Linked DNA regions of Mus musculus: region 1 is linked to region 2. The links are chromatin contacts, called in public Hi-C maps. All regions are on one chromosome and are shown on one strand. The core of a region is the stretch at or near the end of the contact, and the rest is flanking DNA. Distances in the headings are between cores, read along the strand shown. Region 1 overlaps Rad51b (RAD51 paralog B). Region 2 overlaps Rad51b (RAD51 paralog B).

Region 1 (6,810 bases), core at 1,857-4,356, 89 kb after region 2:
AACTAGTCTCATGGGTTGACAGATCTAAGTTGATTCTTCTAAAATTCACCAACTCTGGACTTAAGGCCAGAAACCTCTGGCTTAGTCAAGCAGACTAAGACTCCTAGAGAAATTCTTTTGCTACCACAACTATGTGAGTGCGGTTCTAAGTGGTAAGTGTCGGTGCCTGCCAAATTCCTCTGGTCTGATTCTGAATCTGAATGAACCAAAAATACAGCCAAGTAGGACCTTCCACCTCTAGCCATATTTGATTATCCAATATCCCTTCAAAAATCATGCCCGCTTTTATCCTGAAGATACTGACAGCCAGAGGCTCTTCATGTGCTTGTACTTTATGGCATGAGGGACAAACAGGGACAAGGAACATCCACTGCTCTCTGTGGCTACATGGCATTTTCACCTAAGTAAAACTCCTATTTGAACCCTCGGGAGGCTACAGTTTCTTTACCTAATCAAGGCAATGAGCTTCAGAGTCCACTGGCAGCTAGGAAGCTAGACAGGTATCTGTATTTTACTTAAAAATGATCCTCCTGCCTCAGCCTCCTTGAGTTCTTGGCACCAAAAGCATGCACCATGTTGTCCAGCATATCACTCTTCATTTTGATCTGAAAATGAGTCTAACTGAGCTCTTGATCATTCTGTCTAGTTTCTCAAGGCTCCTCCCTCTACTTGAACCTCAAGTCCAATCCTGGCAGCCCACACATAGTCCAGGCGATCTGAGAAGTCCTCACACGAAATCCCCTGAAGCTTCAAAACTTTCTTGTTGTGCTTTTGGTCTCTGCTGATTTCACAGCTTTGTTTCTGCAACTCAGCCTCCCCTATCAGTACTGCTATAAAGCTTAATAATTATGTCCTGTTTCCTTTTAACAGAGCAGTCTTGGATGCCTTTTGATAAATTATAACTTCTTACACTCCAAACAGGCCTAGATGATTTTACACTGGGTCCAGCCTTCACAGTCCTACACATATCAGAAAAATACTACATCTCTAAATTATGAAAAGTATGGATGAAATATTTTACACAAATTATATACTACCTTTACAAACTAATGTGTAGCCAAATAAAAAGGAGAAGACAAAACCAAAGATACTTCAGATGTCTTCTTGGGGTGAGTTTAACTTGTACAAAAATTTTTGGACAAGATGCACTACAGCTGAATCCATATGAAAGCCATAAAGAACAGGAAATGCATGCATAGTTATGCTATAAATAATTTCAGGAATTTATTTCCAGACAACTTACTCCATTCATATTTTAACCCTGAATTAGAAAACCATCTCCGAGCAAAAGAGGCTCAAATTGCCTAATAATAAGATACCTACTTCAAGTTATCATTTAAATGGTCAGCAAATGCTCACAATTATTTGTTAAACAGAATATGTATAAGAGATATATTATATAGGTTATAACATTTCATAGTTACTGTTGCTCAAAAAGTATTAATGTTTTTAATACTCTTAGAATACAGAGGAAGAAACAAAATTCCTTTAAGCATGTCTTAATTGCCCAAGTCACCCTGCCAGCAGGTGGCAGGACCCGATATTCAAGCCCAAATCTGTCTGGTTTCAAGGCCTGTGTCCTTTCCCACAGGATGGCCTCCTATCGGTTGGAGGAACTCTTATCAGTGCTTTGGAAACTTCCTGAGACATTAGACCTGATGGAATAGCAGAGGAAGCCTTTGAGCATGGCCATGAAGCTCACAAGCGTAGGCTGTTTCGAGTGTGTGATCTTAACTCAACTCTTCTGTTTCTTTGCTTCCTTTTTTTCTCATCCATGAAATGAGTTCAGATAGCTAAGATCTAAAAGTCCTTCCAGCTCTTAATAGTCTGTCATCTATGAGTCCACACATTACACACCATGCAAAACTATAGAATGAGGGGAAAGATAAACAAGAGAAAGTATAATTGGGTGCAAGACACAATATAGCCAAACCAACTGGACAGGCAGACATGAAAGAAGAGAGGCTACGGGCCAATATTCCCAATGACTAAGAAGACATTACAGAATACATTACAAGGAAATGAAATCTATAAGTGAAGATTTTACCAACCACACTAGTCTGTTTCAACTGAGCATCAAGCAATATTTTAACGATTTAAGTAAAATACAAAATACACACAGATATAAGGAAACATTAGAGAAACCCAAGTACAAACATACTCTGAGTTTGTTTTTCACTGAATGAGATTCTGAAAACTTTGTGGAATTCCCCTTAGAAACCAGAGTGGGTTGGAGTTGGCAGGTACAGGGTACAGCGGCTCACTGAGGTTCCAGAAAGGGTGGCAGAGAAGAACAATCCATTGTCCCTGCAAAAGCTCTATTCTTGAACAAAAGACAATGCCTGGCTATGGGAGACAATGACTGTGTGAGGCTTCTGTTTGGTTTTGCCTTCCACACTGAGCTGGCAGACACAGGCCAAGCACAGCAGAACAATTTAAAACGTTCGTGACACTCGGCTTCTCCGCATATTCACTCAAGACTCTTCCGATACATTTCCTGATTCCTGGATTCTCTAAAAGGAGGGGAAGGTGCCTCTTTGCTTAGAGGTCATCAATAAGAGCCAATAGGAGGTACACGCTCCACAGAAGAACCTCACAGGCCAGAGGTCAAAGGCTCCCACAGCAGCTGGGGTTGGACAGGCAACAAATGTCCTAGAGAGTGCAGGGCCTTGGGAGGCCATGAGGCTTGGGATGGACTGTCAAGGCTGAGAAGGGTGAAATTTCTAAACTTGTGAGAGGCCAGCAGATCTGGTTATCGGTCTTAAAGTCTCGAAATAGATAAATATGTTTTACGTGGAAGAAGAAAGGATGATGAACAGTCTGGCAAAAGAAAATAAGACAAACCAAATCTTCCACAGGATGTTCACAGACCATAATGCCAAAGAATGTGCAGGGGGTGGGGGGGAAACTCCCTAAGAGGGAGGGAGAAGGGAAAAAATTAAAGCCATCAGTGCTAACGGTTGCCAAGGAGCAAGAGCACTGTTCAGACCAGCTAGAAACCGGGTAGAAATGGCTGCAGTTCCAGAGTCTGTTACACACCACCAACGCCTGCCACTATCCTCACCAGCCTGTGCCTCCCCTGAAGACTGCAGCTGCACCCTGAAGCCCCCAGAAAGCAGCAGCTGGGACACAGTGACAGCTGGAAGGAAGGGGGTGAGGCAAGGGCTTGGCATAAACAGACGGGTAGCCAAAAGGCACAAGTACGAAGGGAGAGAGACAATTTTCCTGTGTGGTTTGGGCATGTGGTGTGGGAAGCTGAAAATGAGAGCTAGCCAAAGTTTTGGGGCCTTGACGGCCTGAAGGATTTGGCAGGCTTGGCGTTTCTCATGGCAGACGTGCCAGGAAATGAAGCTTTCAGCTGTCTGCTTCAATGTTTTTCTCACTGTCACCGTTTTCATGTTCAATCCCTGGCCCATTTTGTATTTTCGTCTTCTTTGGGGATTAGCACATCAGTGTGGTCAGAATCCACTTGGGTTTCTCAGGGCTGCTCTGTGCATCATTTCCTCACACACCATTATCTGTCAAGCAGGGACTTGGAGTGTGTGAACCCGTGGCATAGCACAAAGAAAACAATAGGAGATGTTTTCTCTGTAAGAGACACTAGAGAGCATTCAGCTGGGCCTGGAATTACAGATGGGCAAGCTAAGTATTTAAGAGGAACAGGGGGACTTGCTAGTACCAGGCTAACTCTTAAGAGCAGCAAAGTGTGGACAAGTACCCAGTTCTTTCCCCTGCTGGGGAGCCAGAGTCCTGCCCACAAACATCTGTTCTCTTCAAGGCTTCATTTTAGACAAGAGCATCTACTCCCATCCTCCTCGGCAGCACCGACTGGATAAGAATGATGTCCTCTCTCGTTCTCATCCTCTAAGTTCTAAGCAAGAATGCATCCCAGCACCTTAAGTTTGCCAAGTAATTATTCAAAATGTCTGCTACCCCAAGAAGGAGCAAACAAACCCAGAGATGTATATAGTTTAACAATACTAGAAAGCAATGAACCTAAAACCAAGAAAAATGTTTGTCACTAAAAGGTACCATGGTAAAACTTAGATTTTGAGTTTCATTTGTCATCTGTAATCGTCAATCACATGAAGATAAAGTTGCCATTCAAATAAACTATGGCCTCAGCTTTCCCTGTCATGTTGATTTAAAAGTAGTAGGTTAATTTCAAGCCTTGGAGACATGTTTCAGAACGAGTAGGTGTCTTATCGATGAAACACTATGACCACAACAACTTGGGGAGGAAAGAGATTTGGGGGCTTATACTTTCACAACACTGTTCATCATCAAAGGAAGTCAGGACAGGAACTCAAGCAGGGCAGGGGCCGGGAGCAAGAGCTGTTGCAGAGGCCATTGAGGGGTGCTGCATACTGGCTTGCTCATCACAGCTTACTTAATCCACTTTCTTATAGAACCCAGGACCACCAGCTTGGGATGGCCCTGTCCCATAAGAAAAGGCCTTACAGACTTGTGTGCAGTTTGATCTTGAAGCATTTACTCAATTGAGGTTTCCTCCTCTCTACTGACCTTAGCTTGTGTCAAGCTGACATATAATTATTCCAGCATAGTAGGTACTAAAAACATAGAATTTCCAACTTCAGAAACAATTTTAAAAATCAAAGGAGGGGTTGGGAAGACAGGTCAGTAGATAAAGTGAGTGTGAGGATGGAGTCTGGGTCTCTAGCACCGTCATGAAAGCTGGACAGGTCTATTAATCCACCTGGGATCCCAGCACTCAGAGACAGGGGATCCCTGGAACAAGCTGGCTGCCAAGACTATCAAGTCAGTGGGCTCTGATTCAGAGAGAGACCTGGAGAGCAACTGAGAAAGACATTTGATGTCAACTTCTGGACTCTATGGGCACACATGTGCACCCCCACACATGTGGACACATATACATACACATGGAAAAATAAAATATAAAGTGAAAGTTGCCTTCTTTCTCAGTCTGATATCTTTTACTCCAGAAGAAAACTATTTTTCAGAACCACAGAATCCATGTTATATGACATTGAACTATAATACTTTAATAGAGTAGTTAAGTTACTCAAGTTTTCCTTCTTCCTGTATATTTAAATTTAAATGTTCTTTAATACATTTATTATGTACTATAGCAGACTCTTCTTATCATGAATATATGTGTGTATATATACATATATGTGGGCAAATAAAAACAACATATAAGGTTATTACTGTCATTGGTTTCTGGCACCCAAGCTGCAGCTTGAAAAATATCTTCTGCAGAGAAGGGAGAACAGCTGTATTCACATGTGAGAAAAGAAGAACAATGTTCCTCTCCTGGCATAACTGCACTTGAAATTAACTGAGAAACACTAAAATGTGAGTAGGCCAAGTCAAATCAGTATGCACAGCGAGCAATAAAGGGTGCTATGAAACATAGTGGGTGGCCCCTGGGTCAGCATGGCTTCCTTGGTCCAGAAAGGAGGACTGAGGGTGACACCTGAAATGAAGGGGAACAGAATGAGCCAGGTTAAAACAGACAACAGCATCGAGCCTTCCTTTACTGTGGGACAGCACATGCTGAGCATACGCAAGAAGACCCCAACTTCTATCCCCAGTGCCACACACACAAAAGAACCCCGTTTCTATCAGGCTTCATAGTCTTTTAATCTAATATGCTTACTGTGCATGAGAATTTGGCATACTCCATAAATGTTTTGAAGGAAAAACGACATTATTGTTAACATGAAAATAAGACTAATAGGAGTACCGTAATATTAAATATCGGAAGATTGGACGGGGGTGGGGGGAGATGGCTCAGTTAGTAGAGTGCCTGCAACATGAAGACCCGAGTTTGGATCTCCAGCACCCACATAAGAATATCACGGGATCTGGGCATGTTTGTAACCACAACACTGGGGTTAGAGACAAGCGGATCCCCAGAGCTCACCCGCCAGTCAGTCTACCTAATTGGTAAGTGCCAGTGTTAGTAGGAGACTCTCTCTCAAAATATAAGGTAGAGAATGGTTAAAGAAAATATTCAATGTCAACCTCTGGTCTCAGTGTTCACATGCACACGTGTGCAAATGCACTTCCATGCACACACATGCACAATTCAAGAGCATAACAATGTGAATGAATGTAACACACAAATGTCAGAGAACATGGAAACTTCAGAGCTGTCATAGAAGCTTGGCCTACCCATATTTATAAGAGAGTATGAGCCTACACAAGACATTGTGGTAGACACAATGATGCGTGGCTGGTCTTTCTTATTAAGGAATTTATTTTATCTGCAAATCCCTTCCTGCGGAGAAACAAAGGTCTAGAGTCACAGTTGTTAAACTTTTTGGAAATTGTTGGAGCCCTGCAGGATTGTGTTTAGCATACAAAAAATTGTAACTGATGACTTCTGATGCATTTATTTTGCAAAAATCATAAGATAAAATAACCCCAAAACACTTTGATACAGATAACACTTTTTCTTTTCCTCAAGGAAAATTATTTTCTAAAACAAGATTTAGTGGAAGAGTAACATCATTTACATTCTTACAAATCTGCTGAAGTTCTGGCCTGGTCATTGACAGCTGCCTTCTAAGATCAGTTTTGGCACCAAGGTATAGAAAGCAGTAAGACAGAAGGAATGGAAAAGGCAGATCATGTCTTCTGATGGTGCTGAGCAGGGCTTGGCCTCACAGGCCTCCTGAGAAGATCTCAGTGGCCTCCAGGGACCCAAGATCACACGTTAGGAACCACAGTTCCCCAGGAATAGAAGTAAGTGTTCAAAACCGGGCAGATCATAGTGTCAATCCAGACTTGTAGCTTTAACTTAGGGAATGGAGTTCATGACTT
Region 2 (6,262 bases), core at 670-3,169:
AGCAGTTGGGAGTGCAGGTCAATGGGGGAAAGCTAAGCAAAGCATGCGTTTATGTGTTTGAGGGGATGGCCCCCAACGGTTCCCTAAAACAGACTTCAAGATAACAGCCTAGAAAGGGGTCGGTAGCCTACTAGCCTTTGACAGAGACTTTTAAGCCTCTTTACAAAGGCCGTTAGTCATGTGTAGGGAAAGAACAGGATCCAAAGGTATAAAGTAAAAAGTATCCCCATTTGCACTTCCCCAAACTCTCCCACAGCATGAAGGGCCCTTGATAGCAGTCTTACTGATTATAATCTGCGGTCTTAGGTGGCTTTATGCTCTGTTGTCCGATCAAGCTGTCCTGGTTCACGTGTTTTAGGGATTTCATTCTCTTGATCTTGGTATGGTTACCAAGGGGACCTCAATGTCTTCTCTTGAATCTGTGCCATCATTTAAACTGAACGTGTTACCAAGTGATCTCAACACACTCTCTGTGACTGTTTCCTTCAGGATTTTTTTGTTGATGGCATTTAGCTTCACCTAGGCACCGCATCCTTAACCCAGGGATTACCCAAACATCATGGTCTGTTCTCAATTCCCCACTGCAGTCTCCCCTCTGTACTTTCTGAATCCGTGTTGGATCTTGTTCTCCTTTCCCACTGCTGCTACCCCTCAGGGGACACACAGACGCTTTCTGTCTGGCCTCTGCTCCCCTTTAGACCTATTCCACATTATCTTCAGAGTTCTTTTTCTGAAACATAATCCAATAAAGTTGTTGTCTTTCTTTTAAACTACCATGAGCTCTTCTGCAACTCTGAGTATTCTACCCAAGGCCCATCACCATCTCCGTTTAATTTAACCCACTCAGCTCCCCACCATGACTCTACGATTATTTTTCTATTTCCAGCATGCTATGCCATTTCAAACATTTCAGCATTCATACAAACCATTCCCTATGATGGTGCTGTTCCTTCCAACCTTAACACTCGGAAAATTCAGATTTTTCATAAATTCCCAATTCTACTGTCTCCTTTTCTTTGCAGAAATAGTTGTTTCATGCTCTGTGTTTCTCCATGTGTTTTGTTTGCTTAGTTAAAAGGCACTAGCACAGTGTATGTCCTCAGGTCTGAGGTGGCATCTTAGGATTTACAATTTTCTCTCTGATGACTAGTACACTCAGGTGCGTAATAAGCGTCTATGAACTCAATGAATAAGCCCAGAGATTAATGTGTTACAAAAGCAAAGAAGCAGACATTCCAGTATGACTCAATATAATCATAAACTAAAACAATTTATTTTTTAAAATATAAGCTTCATGGTGGGGAATATTAGCCAGACCAAATAATATAATCATTATGTATGGCCTTGGCTAAGATGATCAAAATTGACCTTTCAGTGCTGTAAACTTGTCTCTTGGTAAAAGCACACAGTGCCTGATAAATAATAAACACTGTATATGTGTTTGACATTGTCGGTGTTAGAGGCTTATACATGGGTCCACAGTCCATCTGCATAGATACAAATGGAATCCTAATTCTAAGTTACTAGCCTATAATAACTTACCTTAACATTAAGAAATGAATGCTCGCATACCCAAGTTTGCTAATGCACACAGAAATATTCTGCTTTAAACACATGGAACGAGCCAATGGCCTTTGGCCCCAAACCATACATAGCACTGGAGGATGGTAGGCCGAAAGACTTTTGGCGATTTCTTCTAGGTTTTTGTATAGACTAACATCAAGCCAATTTATCTGACCTCCCTGATCCACCCAGCCCATCTAGTACCTTTAGCTATTTTTTTCTAGAAGCCTGAATGAGTCAGAACAAGAAAATGATTAATCAACTTGGAGAGCTTTGAAAGCTGGAACAGAGCCCTGCTGTGAGTAAAGCCTCGGAGCTGTGGGACTGTAGCAGTTGGAAAGTTAGGGGATTTCCATGGTTGGAAACATTTGGCCGGCTCGCCGTGCTCCTCTGACCTTGCAATAAGACAGAGCAGGCCTAGCCGGGTGATTTACCTCTGACAATATCCCATGTCTGCTGCCTTTGGCTATGTGCTCTGACTTGACAAAATCAAAGTAATTCCCCCTGAGCCTTATGATTTTGGATCTGGCTCAGAAAATCCCCTCTGCTTTTTTTCTCTCAGTGGATAGTATTCTCAGTCCCTGGCTTCACTTTTAACTGTGAGGTTGAAATTAGACGTACACACACTGTGCTTGGCCATCAGTCGGGGTGTGTGTACGTGTGTGTGTTTGTGTGGGGCGGTTCTCTTCTTCTGTCAGGACAGGTTGGTTTCACAACTCAGGAAATACAGCACCATCTTGCTTTTCTTCTCTTTTCCTTCCCTTCCCTTCCCTTCCCTTACCTTCCCTTCCCTTCCCTTCCCTTCCCTTCCCTTCCCTTCCCTTCCCTTCCCTTCTTCCCTTCCCTTCCCTTCCCTTCCCTTCCCTTCCCTTCCCTTCCCTTCCCTTCCCTTCCCTTCCCTTCCCTTCCCTTCCCTTTCCTCCCTCCCTCTCTTCCTCCCTCCCTTTCCCTTCTCTCTTTTTGCCAGTTGTTACATAGCAGGCACAACTTAAAATCACTTTTCCAGTTGAAGTTTTGAATTATTTTCTGGTTCCCTGCTACATCTATTCAAATTCTCCCAAATGTTTTACTGGGGCCTTAATTTCTGTTTTACGATTTTGGTTTTTTTTGAAGATACTATTCTGGTATCATTAACTTTTAGATGCTTAATGTGCTGCAGATAGTGTGTCTGAGCAGGGCAAGTGTGCTTTCCGGTTTCTCTCTTACCTGCAATGCTACACTGGGGTAGGGCCTAGTGGCTTTCTCATGTGTGTGTCTTCAATACTCACATCTCATCTCAGCCTCCATTTCACTGCCTCTCCACATTATCTCCTTTCTTTTGTTTAAACAGATGAATCGCTGGGGTTTTTATTTCCAGATCTTTCTGCCCTATCAAGGCATCGATGATGTTTACTGTGAGTGTGCTATCAATAGTGTGTCAGTAAGATGTTCTAGACTTGATTATTTCTTGGTCTTGTGTGTCTGTTTCTCTCTTTAATGTCATTCATTTCTCTTATACAACTTCTTAGGCTCTCATCCACTAACACAACAACAATAACCCCAAAAGATTTAGGCAAAAATTTCTGCTTAATTCTCTTACTTATCAGAAAAGATTCAGGTTCTTTCCCCAAAGCAGCAAACACTGTCATGTATCTCACATAGTCACATAAACACACACATGCCACCGTTCACTGCAAGGGCTCTTAGCCATTGATTTATAGGTCACAAGGACCTTGTTGAGCAATGGCAGCTGCTGATTTTCATTGCATTGGCATGGAGGTGGCCTGGGAATTTTCCTTTTGGCACACAGGTCAGTAAACACACTGGGGATTTGCAGTAAAGAAATAAGGAGCTTGGTGTGGGGGGGGGGTGGGGGGGATGGTATGCTGGTGGCTTAGAGGAGGAAAAAGAAAGGGAACTTTGGGGAAAAGATCTGAAGTTACCGAATAAGCAATAAACAAAGGGGAAAAAGTCGCAGGAGTTAAATATAGAGAAATGATTTAATAGAGAGAAAACAGAAGTCAGGGGAAGGAAAGCAGAGTGGTTAGGGAAAAGACAAGTCAGGAGCAAAGGTTAAGAGAAAAAAAGTGAGACCCAGCTGGTCCTCTGCTTGGAAAGGAAGCACGAGAGAGGCCATTCAGTCCTAAGCAAACACAGATGAGAAGGCATTCCAAATCAGTGCGTCACCTCTTAAACCTGCTCTATTATTAGAATCTGCCATCCACAACCCGGCTTCTGGTCAAAATCCTCCAGCCCATAGAAGCAGAAAGATCCTCACTCAATTCTTTTGAAGTTAGTCTCTTACTTAGTCAAAGCCCTCAAATTCTATCATTCTACACAACTCCAAAGTGAGACACGAACTGGGTCGGGCTTTTGACTATTTGCCTCTGATGACTGGCCTTCTATATATGATAATGGTGGTTGTTAAATCATATTCAGAGAATTTACAGCATTTATTTTATTCCAGATAACTGATGACCAACAATACATGTTGTTCATTGTTGATCTATAGTGTCAAGTTGCAATGTAGGCAAAGGACACTAAATCACAACCAAGAATCCCTATACTGATGAGGATTTAGGCAGTTGCTAAGGAGACGGAGCCTCTGTACAACCACTGGCTCCAAAAGGCTGAATTTTCTCCTCACTGCAGAACTCCACAGTGGGAATCAAGTGTCTTCATCTTTCTTCAGGTGAGAAGATTCTAGTCTGGGCTTTGGTGTCTATATTCATTGTGGTCAGTGCTGGTAAGAATATCTTGGAAGATTATGAGGCCATTTACTGTCTAAGAGGTAGGTTTATAATCCAAGCCAGCCACTCAAACGCTTTCTTGAGAATCTAAATAACTTAGGTAGAAAACATCTGGATTTGATTCATCCTAGTAGTAGGAATTGCTCCAGATCCATTCAGTGTTATTCTTTTGCTGCTAAGTCAGCCAAGGTGAGTCTTTTTTTTTTTTTTTAAACTTTCAAACAAAAAGCCTAAACTAACACAACATATGCTCTACTGAATGAGAAAACCTGTACAAGATTGTCGTAGAATTGAATACCTTTTGTTACCCCTCAGCTAGCTCCAGGCAAGGTGTCCCTTTTTCTCAGCCCTGTGACTCCAACCAAAAAAAGTTCCCCCCCTCCAAAAAAAAAAAAAAAAAGTTTAAGAGAGGAAAAAAATGACACTAGCGTGCTACAAAAGATATGAGTTGCTTCCACTTAGTCAAAAGCTAAAATCTTAGCATGAGACAAAGAAGGTGGCCAGACCCATGATGGCACCCAGAATGTGGTCATGAACGCCTTTTGAAATCCTAAATCATTAGTCATTAGCTATGGCAGTCTTGAGATGGTGTATTAAGATAATATCTATGATACAACTTTGACTCTGTACCCAGATTTAAGAACTGTCTAACTAAAAAGTTACAGGGAGTCCCACAGTGGAGCTATGTATAGAAAGACCTGTCTGGAGACAAGGGGACAGACCAGCTGAAATAGGAGCACTCTTCAGTATAAGACAAAGCAATTCAGCTGAACCTAGAACTGGAGACCAAGTCTAGTTTCTCCCAACACCCTGGAGATAGCACTGCTCTGAAAGTAGCTGTGCACAGCTGGTAGTATATCTTCCTCATCCTGTGACTTTGAAAGTGTCATTTATAATGCAGATGACTATGCTATAGACACCAATTAACTGCAGTTTTAACTGCACTGAGAATTGTCTCAAAGTCTCAAAACATATTTCATCATCTTGGTTCTTATCACATACTATCCTAAAGTGCAATGTTCCCTCTAGGGAACAAGACACCACAGCAAAGTTTTGTAAGAAACTCTAACTGCCAAGAATTCTATAGGCAGGCCAACACATCAATTAGGTTAGTAGGGATTTAGCTCTCTATTCATGGCCAATAAATCATGTTAGCTTGACCAGTGAGATAACCACAAGTTGACACAAAAGATTCAGATATATACAATGCAATACACAAGAAAATACTACCTCTCAGTTATTTATAGGAGCTTATTAACAAGTGAGTTTTCAATTATATAAGAGCACAAATATAATGCCATGTCTAAATATGCCTGCCAACTCTGTCCACCAACAAAGGGTAGTATCAGCTAGTCTATAATTAAGGTCTTTAGGGGCTTACAAACAAGTAGACTTCTAGAAGCTCTCTGTAAATTTGGAATGTCTACAGTATTTTTAGAGATTATTAGATCTCCTTACTAAATCTGCTAGTTCCTAGGTTTCCAGATCAATACCCAGAGAAACCATACTGTACCCAGGCATTCGCTGTGTCCCGATGGCTACGGAGGCAAAGGATGGATAAAAGGGAACTTGCTGCATTAAATTCTTTCACTTTGCAAAGGACACATTTCATGTGAGACCCAGTCATGAAGCAGTGATAACATAAATACTGCATCTGATCTGTGGCCAGACAGCCTAGACTACTGTGTCCAGAGGCCATCTCATCATATTGGATGCTTTAAAATTAAACTCCTTAAGTGTGTTAGGTTCTCCTTCATTCATGTCATTTCACATGCATTTAAGAGAGTCTACTTATGGCAGGAGACGCTATAGGTATAGACACAAAATTCTCATACTGTGGTAGAGGCAGGAGAACAAGGTCAATCTTAGTAATAATAGTATTTTAGAATCAATGAAGCAATGTATGAAACACTTACTAGAAACAGTGAACATTCCCACTATGTCAATACTTTGTAATATGCCCAGTAAAT

Evidence for each region. A called contact is a pair of places that touch in the nucleus more often than the background predicts.
Region 1: a Hi-C map of stem cell-derived neural stem cells shows a contact between it and region 2, with 1.9 times the contacts expected there. The contact joins two enhancer-like sites. A contact is called at or near these places in 1 of 39 promoter capture datasets (the 3T3-L1 cell line), 1 of 15 datasets of contacts at CTCF or cohesin (the NIH/3T3 cell line), 30 of 484 Hi-C or Micro-C datasets (the AML12 cell line, the C10 cell line, the C2C12 cell line and 15 more) and 5 of 115 datasets of contacts at active chromatin or transcription factors (bone marrow-derived dendritic cells, embryonic fibroblasts, kidney and 2 more).

Annotation. Positions count from the first base shown.
Region 1 is chr12:79,508,212-79,515,021 of GRCm38.p6, reverse strand. The region is part of intron 7 of Rad51b (RAD51 paralog B); the gene reads right to left. Among named protein-coding and RNA genes, the nearest start is that of Rad51b, 210 kb to the right of the region's middle. Within about 2 kb of position 3,106, at least 137 of the 459 cell types and tissues checked have an H3K27ac peak or open chromatin away from gene starts, as enhancers often do. A contact at or near this core is called in the C2C12 cell line, muscle stem cells, myocytes and 3 more, where this site is marked.
Region 2 is chr12:79,596,133-79,602,394 of GRCm38.p6, reverse strand. All of the region lies in intron 7 of Rad51b (RAD51 paralog B), which reads right to left. Among named protein-coding and RNA genes, the nearest start is that of Gm36048, 200 kb to the left of the region's middle. Within about 2 kb of position 1,919, at least 157 of the 459 cell types and tissues checked have an H3K27ac peak or open chromatin away from gene starts, as enhancers often do. A contact at or near this core is called in the C2C12 cell line, muscle stem cells, myocytes and 3 more, where this site is marked.